Linked DNA regions of Mus musculus: region 1 is linked to region 2. Evidence: chromatin contacts called from public HiChIP or PLAC-seq data. All regions are on one chromosome and are shown on one strand. The core of a region is the stretch at or near the end of the contact, and the rest is flanking DNA. Distances in the headings are between cores, read along the strand shown.

Region 1 (7,055 bases), core at 2,840-5,339, 150 kb after region 2:
TAGAAGAAAATCTTTATATTGTTTTGTTGTTGTTTTCTTTTCTTGAGATAGTTGTCCAGCAGTGTGTTTCTAACATGAGCCTTCTCATTTCATTGTGGAACATCATGCTTTTCTCTGCAGTTGGAATTCTTGCATGTTGGCTTGGAAACGCAGTAGAATGCGCTTCAGTTACTCTTAGCTCTTTCTGGTGTTGATTGCTACTGATCGTGCAAACAATGGTTTCTCTTTCTGCAAAGTATGTGTTGACATCAAGGAGAGCTAACAGGATTCTTGCAAGATGACATGAAAGTAGACCTTATTCACAGTTCCCATTTTCTCTCTCATTGAAAGACAATATGGCTTTGCAAGACTTCACTTTCAGAGATAAAGAGGCACTGCCTAAGTCAAAGCTTTTTGTCCGTTGTGTTTCAAATTAAGTTGTCACTGTTTCACTTACTTCCACAGAATGAGAGTGTATACTACAAAGGTTAAGCTATCAGAGACAGACAGTTTTGTCCGTTTCAACTAAATGTAGAGAAGTAACAACTTAGTTCCCTCCACACATTGAAATAGTCTTGTATTAAAATTCAAAATCTGAATACTGGCATTTAGTATACACGTTTTATAATTTGACTTAGATTCCCAGAAATTACTTTTATTCATGACTGTTCCCAGACTGTTATTGCCATTGACTTAAAAACGTTAGACATTACTTTAATTGGGTTGACCAGTAGGCTCAATTTAAGAACATTTGAAGGAAAAGAAATGCAGTGATAGAGGGTTATCAGGACTGAGAGAGAGCAAAGCTCAGTAGGAGAACATTTTTGTAACATAGAAGAGACTTTGGTGTTCAATCCCTAGGAAAAAAAACATGTTTTCTTAAAAATAGGTAAGAAAAAAGTGGCCAAAAGATAGCAGGTTATAAATAGTAAAGTCAGTGTCACAGCTGAAGCTACAGAAGGGAAGAAAAGAAGCTGTGGTAGGAGTTTTCTAAGCATGCAGTGTAGGCTTTCCCTTGAGGAAATGCCCGTGGTGGAGAAGACTGGCCATGGTTATAACAACTCACAGGTGCCAGGGTGGCCGTTAGTGGCTGCAGCAGGCATGCTATCGTTGTATGAACACTAGGTCTTTTTTTTTAATTAATATTTGAGTATTATTTACTGCTTATTGAGTTCCAGAACAGCCAGGGCTAAAGAGAAAATCCTGTCTCAAAAAACCAAAAAAAAAAAAAAAGTTTTTTTCTCACAGAAAAATAATAATTTCTTCATGGGAAAAAAAACATTACCTATAAATACTATATAATGAATTTTACATAAAATGTATCCTCACAAAGAATTTGATCTCCTCTTAGATATTTCTATCTCTGGTGTTGTTGGCCAGTTTCTATGAGATAGACAGAAATATAGTATCCAGTAGAGAAGAAAGGAAACTTAGTATTCTAGATATGAAGTTTATGAAGTAGAACTTTTATTTTCAACGTGATTAGTATAAGATGTGTCAACAGTGATTCCAATGATTGTGTTCTATTATTAGTTCTAAAACATTTAAACAAACTTTTTAAAAAGTATCATTTAGAATTTTTTTCATGCCTTTTGTGTGTATTCTTTTGGACATTTTTGTGTGTAGGGGGGTTGTTGTTGTTGTTATTGTTGTTTTTTTAAATGTGGTCCAGTGTTTCAAAAGTCTCCAAGGATATTCAGCTATGTGTTGATTATATTAATATCAGAATTGAGTCCCAAGGCAATATAGCTGGAAAAAAATCTTCACAAAGATTTTGATATCTTCGTGGATAATTCTATCTATGGTGCTCTTGGCCAGTTCCTGCGTACAGACAGAAATAGAGTATTCAGAGGAAAAGAAAAGAAGTTCTTCCTGGGATAGGGCCGGGTGAAACAGTGACTGCCTCTTTAGGTCTCCAAATTGCAAAGCCTCCTCATTCACCTCTCAAGAATAAGGTCTTTTGCATGCTGCTTCTGGGTAGAGAGGTGTGTGATCTCATGGGCTCACCACAGAGGCCTCCACAGAGATCCTGTCAGCTGTTGACAGCCCCTTACCTGGCTTTAGCTCTTGTCACTAGTCTTGTCTGTTGGCCCTCTCTGCTCTGTCCCACAGACTAGTAAGAATGTACTTACCAAAACAAACTGTTTCTTTCTCTATTTTGTTCTCACTCAGGAGCCCCAAACTACTGTAATCCACAACCCTGACGGAAACAAGGTATTCAGAGAGAAGCAACCCCATTTGCTCTGATAAGATTACACAACTCACCAAATGCCCTGTGCAAAACCCAGTCATTATCTCAAGTGGGGAAGGAAAAAAAATGGCCATCTTTTCACCACATGCTCTTTAAGGCCTAATTCTTCTAGAATTATCTATAGACTTCTTTCAGATCAAAATGAATGATACCCTGAGAGAGAGAGAGAAAGAGAGAGAGAGATCAATGATCCCTTAGTATATTAAAAAAAAAAAAGAGTAAGAGTCTGTGTAAACACTTGCAAAGTCTTTGTGTTGAGATGACCGTGTATCTTAAGCTACTCCGTGTGCTCCTTTTAATTCTCCATGTCTGTTTGTGCGTTATACAATAAACATATACAGCACGAAATTTCAGAATTTCTTGCTATCATCCTCCTCATCTTCAAACATAACAAGTGTGTAGGTATATTTTTTTTTCTAAAACACATTGTTGCTTTTCAGCTTTTCCATTGTCCTCTGTTGTCACAGTGGTTTTGTTGTTGTTTCTGGTTGCTTGTTTTTCAATTCCCTGTTATTGATGATATCGCTGGTGGTGTTGCTGTTTGCAGTGAATTTGAAGAGAATCGGGGAGTTCCACTTTTTGTTAAATATGTTTGCTGTCAATCTATATGAATTACAGTAACATACATTTGAGTAAGTTGCTGAATGAAGACTAATGTGCTCTACCTGTTGTAAGTTATATGTATACTGTGTTCATACCAACACTCACATGTCTGAAGGATAAAAGGAGATATGCTCTCTATATATTCTATGTCTAGCTTATAACTTGGTATACATTCATTTTCATATTTAAGGGAGGAAAATGCATCAGATAAGATACTGATTAAGTCACAGGTCTTTTCCTTACTCTAATCATTAACGTTGAAGGATCAGGAAATATATTTCATCTCTGGATCAATATTTAGTTGACCCATGTTGAAAATGTGAAGTGTTTTGTGTCGTCATCTGGTGTGTACATTAGTGTCATGACACTGGAGATGTTCTAGGTCCCCAAAAGATTTGAGGTAGTCAGGACCAGCACATATGAGAATAATCCCATTAATGGCACTATCAAATGAAAGACCAGGCATAGCAGCTGGTGTGGACACTGCCGTAATTGTAAGGGTTGCTGCATGCTATTTATTGCTTATATGAATTCATTTTCTTTAAGTGCATGGGATTAACCTTCATTTTGAGATTAAGTCTGAATGCTACATCACATTAAAGAAATGCATGGGTGTTTTTCCCCCTTTGGTTTTGTATGTGTGGAGACTCTGGACATTAGCTAGTTTATCTCTTTGGTTTAAATATTATATATGGTATATATGCATATAAATAGATGGCTTTCTAAAAATACCAAATCTATAAATGGACACTGACTGGAATTTTTTTTAAACTATCCTCCAAACCCTGTTTTCCATTCACTGAACATACAGCTATTAACTGGAAGGTTGGTCCCAGTTATTTTCAGCTCTGGCCTTTAATCATTCCAAGTGGAAAATGAGTACTTACAAATACTACAACATATCTTTACTAGAAAGCGTTTCATTACTGAAGTGTAATAAAAGCCTTTATGAAGCTCCTGTAGGAAGTGTCTCCCCTCCAGCAGTAGCAGTACACTTGTGAATGTGCTTGCTACTCCCCACCTTCATTTGCAGACTCTCAATGATCTTTTGTCTTTTCCTTGTGGGAAGAGATTTTGTAACCCGTTCTGAGTTAAGAAAGAATGAAAAAAAAAAAAGAATGAATGAATGAAAATAAGTCTAACTGACCTTGAAAACATACTATGCCTTACGATCTCAGTGTCCTAAAGATAAACCTGAAACTTTGTGACAGCTGTGCTCAGCCTGGCTCAGCTGGATAGTCCCAGCTTCTGATGAAATGAGCGCCCTTTCTCCACACAGGTGCAGGGTAGACAAATAGCAAATTCTATACTCAACACAGTGCCCAATGCAAAAACTTGCTACTTTTGAGGTTCATTAGGGAAAGAAAAAAAAAACATGTATTTTAAATTTAAAATTTATTCTGCTGAAATATTCCACTTCTCCTAAAAACACACTGTATGAGGCACTGTAATGTGAACTCATGCAATTCATCTTCAAATAAACTACATACTTCTTCTGCTTCTACAAATCACCTGGATTTATCCTGCATCCGTGACTAGGCAACCAGAGTGCTCCCTTTGAAATGTTTGCAGCATATGACATCTTGTTTCTGTTGAAAGTCACTTGACATATGTGTCCATTTGCATGTCGGCATATGCACACAGCCTGCTGAAGAAGTTTGCATGATCTGTATGCATCACCAGCCAAGTTTGTCATAAGAGCTAGCTCTCTGTTTTGTGAAGCTTAAAGCTGTGTTTCCCTCTGCACAGGAGTCAACTGAGAGCTCAAACACCACCATTGAGGATGAAGACGTGAAAGGTAGGCTTGAGGCAAAGAGTGGGAAAGCCCTAATTCACAGAGCCACATCCATCACAGCAAAGCTTGTTCACTTTAAACTAGGAAGAAGATTTATCCCAAAAGAAATTCTTTTTTGTTTTGTTTTATGAATACATTATTCTGGATAATGAATCACTCTGTGAATATGTCAGCTTTTTCACATTTCATGTGATTTAAATTTAAACATGTGTTCTGTGCAAGCATATTGTTGACATTGCAGCTAACGACTGATTTTAAACATGTCAGTCAAAAGTTGAATAAAATATATATACATTTTATATATATCATTAAAGCTTGTATAGAAAACTGTATTCAAGATTATATTCTGAAGAAGTGTTATGAAAATATTCTAATAATTTTTAACGGTCTCCATTGAATATCAATGGAGCTTTATGATTTTGGGAGCTTTTTGGCTTGGGTTTCATAGACTTTCTTAATATAGCTTTGACATCCATTTCATTTTGTTTGCCAAAGCTATCAAGCTATTGAAATCACAGAACCACCGCACAAACATGCTCAATATGTACTTCAGGTTTACTCTACTTCCTCTGACCACATAGTTGGTTTTGAAGTGTTAATTTTGCTCCATTTTCTTGTGCAGTTTTGTGTTCTTGCTGTAGCTCAGTATGTATAGCTTCCTCTTTGCTTGGGTAGAATATATTCTGAAATATTATTATAATAATAAAGATATTTAAAATAAACATTTAAAGGAGGGTAAAATATATTTGAAGAATTGAAAAAATGTGATTCATCCATTAGCTAAATCTTAACTGGGAAGTACCTTTTGTAAAAATGTCACTAAATTCTATAATTCTTTAGGTAGCGTTAATGAAATAGTCTCGAAAAACATATGAACTTGTGTTATAGAATAAATAACCAGTAAGTAGATCTCAGGTCCAGGAGGAAGATGGACAATTTAGGAAATGAAAATGGCTGCAGGCCACAGTTGGCAGTCACCTCTGCTGCTCCTTTTCTTCTTGGTTAAGTAGAGCACTGGCACTGTTCAGGCATACTCTCTGTATTACTAGGGCACTTCCCTACTTCTCTTAAAGAAAGACACTCATTGTTTCTTAGAGTGCAAATGTAGAGATCAGTGTCAAGGCTACGATTAAGTCTACGCCTCCCATTTTTGCTGAGTCATTGATATTACGTAAAAAACATATGTGTTAACCAAATAAACAGATGCACCATTTAGCTTTGCCAGTGATTCAGGAAGGATCATCTTGTGAATGTTTTAGCATTAGCTCTTCAGTTAAATAAAATGTTGCACATGGTTTTGATACCAGCTTAGGTAAGTGTTTGGTGGACACTCCCAGAGAGAGTCTAGGTCATTGTGCACCAGAACAAAGAGCTGAGCCAAGGCTGATGCAGCTGAAGTAAAGACCATTTATTTGAGAGAGAGAGACAGACAGACAGACAGACAGACAGAGACAGAGACTTCCAGCAGAGGAATTAGGCCAGGGGAGAGAGAGCTCAGAGCAGGAGTAGCCTGGCTTCATGGAGGATGGAGATGTTGTATGTTATGGAATGTGATCTTTCTGTCCCTATTGCATTGCCTGATTTTTTTTCACACATTCTCTGTTGCATGTAGTTCTATATACAGCTTCATGTATTCCATATTATAATGAACCATGGGCCACTTTAAACACTGTAAAACTCTTCCTATGAGTGGCAGGGTTCTGCTGGCCTCAGCTAAGGGTATCCTGCCCTCCTCTTTGCCAGCTACTGTTTTTCTCATATGTTATTTTTTTTTTTTTTCAGTCTTTGCTGAGGCCTACAGGTCTTAGCTTCCACCCTGCTCCCTGGTCTCTATTTTTAATCAAGTGTCTGAAAACCTATCCGTTATCCACCAGAGGAGCGAATATTTAAATAACTGAGTATAGCGAAGGGAATCCCAACACCTCAGTATATGTAGTTCATCCACCTAGGACATTTTCACACCTTGGTAATTATGAGAATGGCTTTAATTTATAATGTTTCTCATCTGAGTTTGACTTGAGCTATTAAGTACTTGCTCAGGATAACTCTCTCTTTCATTTATCTACATATCAGTGTGTCTATTACAGTCTCTCAGGTGAGCATGGGAGCACACACCTGTAATCCCAGCACTCAAGATGCTGGGGCAAAAGGACACAGAGTTTAAGGTTAAAAGTGGATATAAAATGAGGTCTAGACCTGCCCTGTGGACATAGTGAGACCTGACTCAAAGAAACAAGTCAAAATAAAATGAGCCAAAGTTTCCCTTGGGGATTTGAAAAATTGATGCACTATTTGTTTTTAGGGTTATAACAGACTTATACACACAAAATTTTAGAAATTAAGTATAAAACTAAGATTAACAAGTATAATATAAGATTAAAGAAAATGTCTAGGTAATAATTGAGCACAGGGTGCTCACATTTATTT
Region 2 (6,529 bases), core at 2,056-4,555:
AGGGGAGGGGAAGAAGGGGAAGAAGGGGAAGAAGGGGAAGAAGGGGAAGAAGGGGAAGAAGGGGAAGGGGAAGGGGAAAGGTGAAGGAAGGGGAAGGGGAAGGGGAAAGGGAAGGGAAGGGAAGGGAAAAGGGAAGGGAAAAGGGAAAAGGGAAGGGGAAAGGGAAAAGGGAAGGGAAAAGGGAAAAGAGAAAAGGGAAAAGGGAAGGGAAGGGAAGGGAAGGAAAGGAAAGGGAAGGAAGAGAGCAGCTGTTTCCATTGCCATTGCTGAGAAATAATGGCTGAAGGGTTTTTGTTCTTTCTTTCCCCAGTGATTATATTTAAAATGTATCCAGGACATAACATGACTTTAGATATGTGGTGTATGGCCCGAAATCGTTTGTGTGTGTGCAGACTCAATTTCAAAAATTCTTAATTATTCAGGAAAGAGAACGATTCTGAAGTAAGCTCTGTGTTTCTTACAGGAAAGCATGAGGGGGATGTGGTTAAGATAATGCTGGCCAGCTGCCTGTTTTAAGGTAGCATCATGCTGTGTAGCCCAAGCTGGCCTTGAACTTAGGGGATCCTCCTCCCTCAGTGACTGCAGGTGTGCTGCCACCACACCTGGTTCCCAAGGGGCCTTCTAAGAAGATTAGCTCTTTCAGAGACCACCGTGGATGTGAGAAAGAGCTGAGTTAGAATTTTGGCAGTTTTACTATTTGCAACAGACAGTTAAAAAGGTCTGTCTCATGTCATTGATTATGTATTTGTACAAGAATTTCCAAGCGACACCTTTCTGTTATATTAGTTGTCATTCATTTGGGCCTTATTATTTGGTTTGAAAATATTTTAATAGCAAAACTGTTGCTTAAAATTGAACACATTTTAGTGACTTGCTGGTCACTGTCTTCACTAGATTTGTTTTCTAATTGTCATTTCCATGGAAAGGACAGTCATTTTCAAAGCTGTCCATTACGTATTCTGGAAAGCAGACAATTATTATGACTACTTTTACATAAAGTTAAAGCATCTCTGGGTTTTCTTCCCCTGCAGTATTGTATTTTTGAATGCTTTGAGTTTCTGTAGCTCCAGAAATGACTTTAGTAGCCTTCATTGACTTTCGATTTTCCAACTTGAAAAGCTGGAGTGCGGGGGTGTGGGGTGTGGGGGGGGCGTGGGGGGTCTCTTTAGTGTTCCTATGAGGTGGAATTCTTGCATGTGGTGGTAGTTTGAGATTTATGCAGATGGTGGGTATTAGGAGAGAAGTTGGGCTGATTTTGTAAGAATCTCCCTTAAAGAGATCCTGGCGGAATACTGAGGAATTTTAGCCACTATCCAGAGGCCTGTGTGGCGATCGGCAGCCGGCCCTTGGCAGATGGTGTCTGAAGTGGGGGAAAGCAGACTTGTCCTAGGGAGTCCTCTGCCCACAGTGGGACACAGTGGGGCCCCTGCTCCTGTGGCTGCATGGCACGTTGTCACTCGAAGCTGACCTCAAGAATGACTGGTTGAGGTTATTTTTAGACGTAATGACAGCGTAGCACTTTGGGCCTCGGGCGTTATTTCTAGACTGGAGAGTAATGTTATTTTATTTTTAAGAAGTAGAATTTCAGGCTTTTAAGTGGGCTTTTGGGTAAAGATTTCTGAAGTTTTTCCAGTAATTGAGACTTTGTGAGCAGAAAGGAGAGGGAGAAAAGCAGAAGCCCCCTGTCCCTCCTGACCGCCTCTGTGGCTCGCAGTGTCCCTAGGTGGGCACATTGTCCCCGTCCTGTCCCTTATTCCGAGAGTCTCCTGATAGACAAAGAAGAAAAAAAATCATTATTTTAAACCATTTCCTTATAACTTCCGACATTCCAAATCATACACACATGTGTGGCACTTCCTCGGTCGTGTCTAGAAAGTAGGTTTCTGTTTGACTTGTAAGCTGACCTGGCTGCTTGCACATAGGACTTCACAAATGCTCAAAGGTGGAATGCAGCAATAGTAACATGTATGCGTGCTTTAGATTCTGTGTAGCTTGTTTGACACACAGTATGATGTGTGCTCATTGTATGAGATGGATAGCTTTACAGCAAAATGTCCTCAAGTCCCACTTAATTTTCTCATCTGTAATTTTTATTAGCATCGTAGTTGGAGTCTTTCCCTGTAGTCTTTTTTTTTTCCTCTGCTGGTACTCCACAATCAACTCTTTTTCTAAAATAAAATAAGAGCAGGGCTTTTCCTTTGCATTTTTTATTTACTTATTTCTTTACTACTAATGTGTGTGTGTGTGTGTGTGTGTGTGTGTGTGTGTGTGTGTGTGTGTGTGAGGGGGTAGGATTTGTGCAGACACAGGGTCTAAGCCCAACCTCATTTTGGTTCTCTCCACTTGCATGGCTTTAACTCAAGTCTATGGGCTTGTGTGGTAGGCCTCTAGAGCTCACATGGGAGACCTTTGCTGTCTTTGATCTTCTAGGCTTTTAACATGGAAATCATTTACCAATCCTGTAAGTAGATGCTAATCATATTCTCACTGAGCCCGAGAAGTCAGTCTTCCCCTAGCCACCTCTCTCCTAAGTGCTAGAGGTGACCCAGGAACACAAGCAACTTAGCACTGACATCAGAGCTTGGAGCTGCTGGGTCAGTTCCACAGTTTACACTGTGTGTAAAATCTAGCTGCCTCAGCCCTCCAATCTCATGTCCACTGGCAGTTTCATGTGTCCCCTTTCTGCAATAGAACGTCCTGGCTGTTTATCACAGAGTTACCTCAACTCTTTTTGGCTCACCTTCGAGGTTGTGGTCCACAGACAAACATTTCGTACTCTTCACTGTTCTCCAAGCCCTCTGAGTAGGTTTCTTCCTGATTATGAGTCATGCTGTGCTTGCTCTTTGTCACAATCTCACTTCGTCCCCTTCAAAGTGGAAAAACCTCTACACACTCACAAGGCCATGCTCTACTCCCTCACCTCGTCCTTGCTTTTGTTTTTTCTGTCTTGTCCCCACAGTGGTAAGCATATCCCTGTGTCGGGTGTTCCTTCCGTCATGTGCTGTTGCTTGCTCTTGGTGACTTCCACTCTTTGCCTACTGGGCTTTTCTGGGATAGGTGTCTACTTGGTATCATTGTTGCCTCAGCATGGCCTATCCAGTGCATGTAACACAGTCAGCAGTGAGTTAGGCTGGGTCTTAGATGGCCAGGGTCCTGCCCACCATGTCCTGTGCCCTCCAGGACTAGCCTGTCCCACTTGTTGATTTCAGTCTGATAACTAGATGTAACCCTGGCCTCACCTGCCACATCCTAGCTGCTCAGCAGGAACCTGTCTGGTTTTCAGTCAGAGTTTCCTGTGCAGGTGGCGGAGGATTTTGAAATGCTTGAAACGAAGCCATCACACCCACTTGAAATAGTTTCTCTCATCTGTGTGATAAGAGGTGGGTGGCAAAAATAAGTTCACAGAGCCTATTACTTGGAGCTGAGATCACGGATTAAATGTCTTGAATGGGGAAAAAAATGTATTGGTTGCACTTAGAATATTTTCTCTGACCTTTCTTACCTTGAATTCAGAAAGAAGGCAGTTTTCTCATGTTGGAGGAACGCTGACTAATTCCCTGTACCTCCTTCACTGTCGAGCATCTGACTCATGTGTATTTAAGGGAACTAGCTGATGACTGGACTCATGCAGCTACGAGGAAAACATGGGATCCAGACCTGTTTGTTACCCTGTGTTCTTAGGGCCTCTTTGATGCGGCAGCCCTGGTGACTCACTTCAGCTCGGTTTGCAGAACACTTGAATGAAAACTTCATGCACAGTGATAGTTAAGAATGCTATGTAGACTGAACTGATGCGGGATGGTCAAATTCCTACTTTCAAATGAAATTTAAAAAGGCCAAAGTAAAGGTCTCTGCCTGGTTTCTCCAAAGCAGAGCCTGAGAGAAAGAGGTTGTCTGAGAGAGCTGGACGTTGGGTTGGACCAGAGAAACAGGAAAACTGACGAGCTTGGCCTGTTCTGCACGGCACCGAGGTTTTCCTGACTACAAGGGTATGTCTGCAGGGCACAGAAAGGCAGCAGGGAACCCAACTGAAAGGCTTACAGATTGAGAATATGTGCAGGAACGGTAAATGGTAACTAACATTTTGCAGCTAAAAAAAAAAAAAAGAAGCCGAAGTGACTTTCTACATCAATTCAAAAAGTTTTGAATACCTGTTTTGCTCGTATACCATTGCTAGTATTTGAAAATTCGTTTAAAAAGTCAATACACTGATATAAAATATTGTTTGTCCTAATAACCCCAAACATCTGAAACCTTTGGCTTGTTTCTCTGTGGTACAAAGTTCTAGCTTGCCCTCCGTGTGTGTGTGTGTGTGTGTGTGTGCATGTGTGAAACATATAACTTAATTCTTCTTCTTACCCCATGTATTCTGTTTTATGTTGTCAGTTTTCTGTTAGTGAAACACCAAAGCCTTGCACCCTGTAAAGAGGTCTACTTAGTTCCTGTTCCATATCTGTTTTGATCTCTAGGGGCCTGAGAACATGGTACCGCTTACCGTCAATGGGTAGAGTCATTTACACAGGAGGAAGCAAGAAGACCAATAGAGATAGCCCATCATGCTTTTGGTCTTGTGGTAACCCATTTATTCCTCTGAGGTTTCAATCACTCTCATGAGATGTGGTGTCTCTGGTGACTGAACACCTCCCACTGGGTCTCATCTTTTAAGAGGTTCTAGTACTGTTCAGTGTTGCTGTTGTAGTCCAAGCATAGGAACCTTTGGGGATATGAACCACGTCCAACCCATAGCATCCTGTAAAACATCTTCTTTTATAGTGTAAACAAGGAAAAGAAAGGGCTGACCTAATTCATGTGGTCCTGTAACCCATGCTTTGATTTGCTTTGTTTTGTTTTGTCTTTTGAGAGACAGGGTCTTAGTATATAGCCCTGACTGGCCTGAGACTTAATATGTAGATATAGATATTATTAGGCTCATCTTGACCTCACAGAGATCCTCCTGCCTCTGCCTCAGAGTGCTGGGATTAAATGTGTGTGTCACAATACTCAGAGCTGAAGTTTTAAGTATGACTATTTCTTAAATTAGGAAAACATATATACTGACATTATAAAACTAACCAATTATGAAGTAGAACTCAAGAAGTCTGTTTTTGTTTTTTTATTTTTAAATTAAGTAAAATATTAACTAATGTCAATTATTTACATTTCAGCAGACCACTTAGTTAAATGGTAGTTTAACCAGGTTTTTAGCCATGGTATGTGTGGCTCTGTTTGTTTATTTGTTTTTATTTGTTTGGTTGTTTTGCTACTCAATTTATTATCATCTATTAAATGGAGTAAACTCTAGAAACAATTTGAGATGAGAGGTGTACCTTGTCAAGAGCCTGAATTGTCCTGTGCTTAGCGGGACTTAGGATGCCTGTGCCATTTATTGTATTTGGATTGAAAATGAAGAATATAAAGATTTTTAGATTTTTTAAAATCTTGTATACTGCAGTATCATATATGATAAGACGATTGCAAAAGAAAGAGAAATAGCTTAAGCCGATGTGTCACTATCAGTAAAACGAGCACTTAGTTAACAGGAACCTGAAAACTCCTGAGTCTTCCAGTATTCTTTAATCGAAGAATGGCTGTAGGAGGTAATGCTGTTTGTGACCTACCTCTCTCATGAAGAAAAAAAAAAGAAGATTAATTAGTGAGTAATTAATAGACCAATGCACAGCCCCAAGAAAGGTGTTCTGCAGGTCAGAGCTTTCATTAAAAGTTGACTCTCCAGACCTCATGAGATGGAGCCTTCAGTCAGTGCTCATAAGGGAGCCACTCATCTTCAGGCAGTGACACCAGGGATATTTGTTCTAGTTCCATTTGACAAGGCTCATTTTCCCACTGTGTTCCTTAGTGTCCTCATCTGTCAAATCAACAGTCTATGACTGGGTAGTCACTAAGAGGAACTTACTCCAAACGTGCCATCATCAATGTCCTTTCAACTCCCATTTCCCACCTATTAAACTACTGCTAAGATATATTTCACATGCCCCACTCAAGTGCTGTGGCAGATCTTTGTCTCCCTTTCTGATGAAGACCGCATCATAGCCAGCACAGACTCTAGGTCAGGGTCAGCTTCAGGAACAATCAGCTGGTCCTAAAGTGATCATAACCCTCCTGTGGCTTCTCGCATCTCATGACCACAATGGGAACTGAGGTCCCAGCTGTGGACCACACTGATTTACTCTGAAGCTCCTGGCCAGACAGAAACTTTAACGGTTTTGCTTTCAGTTTGCTTCTTATATGGCTTGGCTTATACTCTCTCTTTCTCGAGATCTAGCAATACAATCTTGGAGGTCGTAACCTGAAAATAATTTGCACCACACATGACATTTCAGCATCTGTTTCTGAAGAATCTGACCTGGTGAAAAGACCTCAAGCAGAATGTATAAAAAAAGACAAAACACACAAGCTGAAGGGAGATCTGAAGCATAAAGGATTTTTTTCTCAGTCTATGCCTTATTCATTGGAAAACTGCATTTCGAACCAAAAGCAAGAGAGGCTTAACCAGGAAGAGTCCGGTTAC

The links. HiChIP or PLAC-seq counts read pairs in DNA pulled down with a chosen protein or histone mark.
Region 1: an H3K4me3 HiChIP or PLAC-seq map of pro-B cells shows a contact between it and region 2, with 2.3 times the contacts expected there. The contact joins two enhancer-like sites. A contact is called at or near these places in 2 of 39 promoter capture datasets (the C10 cell line and pre-B cells), 1 of 15 datasets of contacts at CTCF or cohesin (the NIH/3T3 cell line), 3 of 484 Hi-C or Micro-C datasets (bone marrow-derived macrophages, nephron progenitors and pancreatic cancer cells), 4 of 115 datasets of contacts at active chromatin or transcription factors (the 230-238 cell line, CD8 T cells, pancreatic cancer cells and 1 more) and 3 of 9 other capture datasets (adipose tissue, liver and pancreatic islet).

The regions. Positions count from the first base shown.
Region 1 is chr3:126,806,057-126,813,111 of GRCm38.p6, forward strand. It overlaps Camk2d (calcium/calmodulin-dependent protein kinase II, delta), which reads left to right. Exons shown (of 21, transcript NM_001346635.1): 15 at 2,152-2,193; 16 at 4,583-4,631. Among named protein-coding and RNA genes, the nearest start is that of Gm15551, 140 kb to the left of the region's middle. Within about 2 kb of position 4,090, at least 26 of the 459 cell types and tissues checked have an H3K27ac peak or open chromatin away from gene starts, as enhancers often do. A contact at or near this core is called in the NIH/3T3 cell line, pre-B cells and pro-B cells, where this site is marked.
Region 2 is chr3:126,657,551-126,664,079 of GRCm38.p6, forward strand. All of the region lies in intron 2 of Camk2d (calcium/calmodulin-dependent protein kinase II, delta), which reads left to right. Among named protein-coding and RNA genes, the nearest start is that of Gm15551, 8.1 kb to the right of the region's middle. Within about 2 kb of position 3,306, at least 158 of the 459 cell types and tissues checked have an H3K27ac peak or open chromatin away from gene starts, as enhancers often do. A contact at or near this core is called in the NIH/3T3 cell line, pre-B cells and pro-B cells, where this site is marked.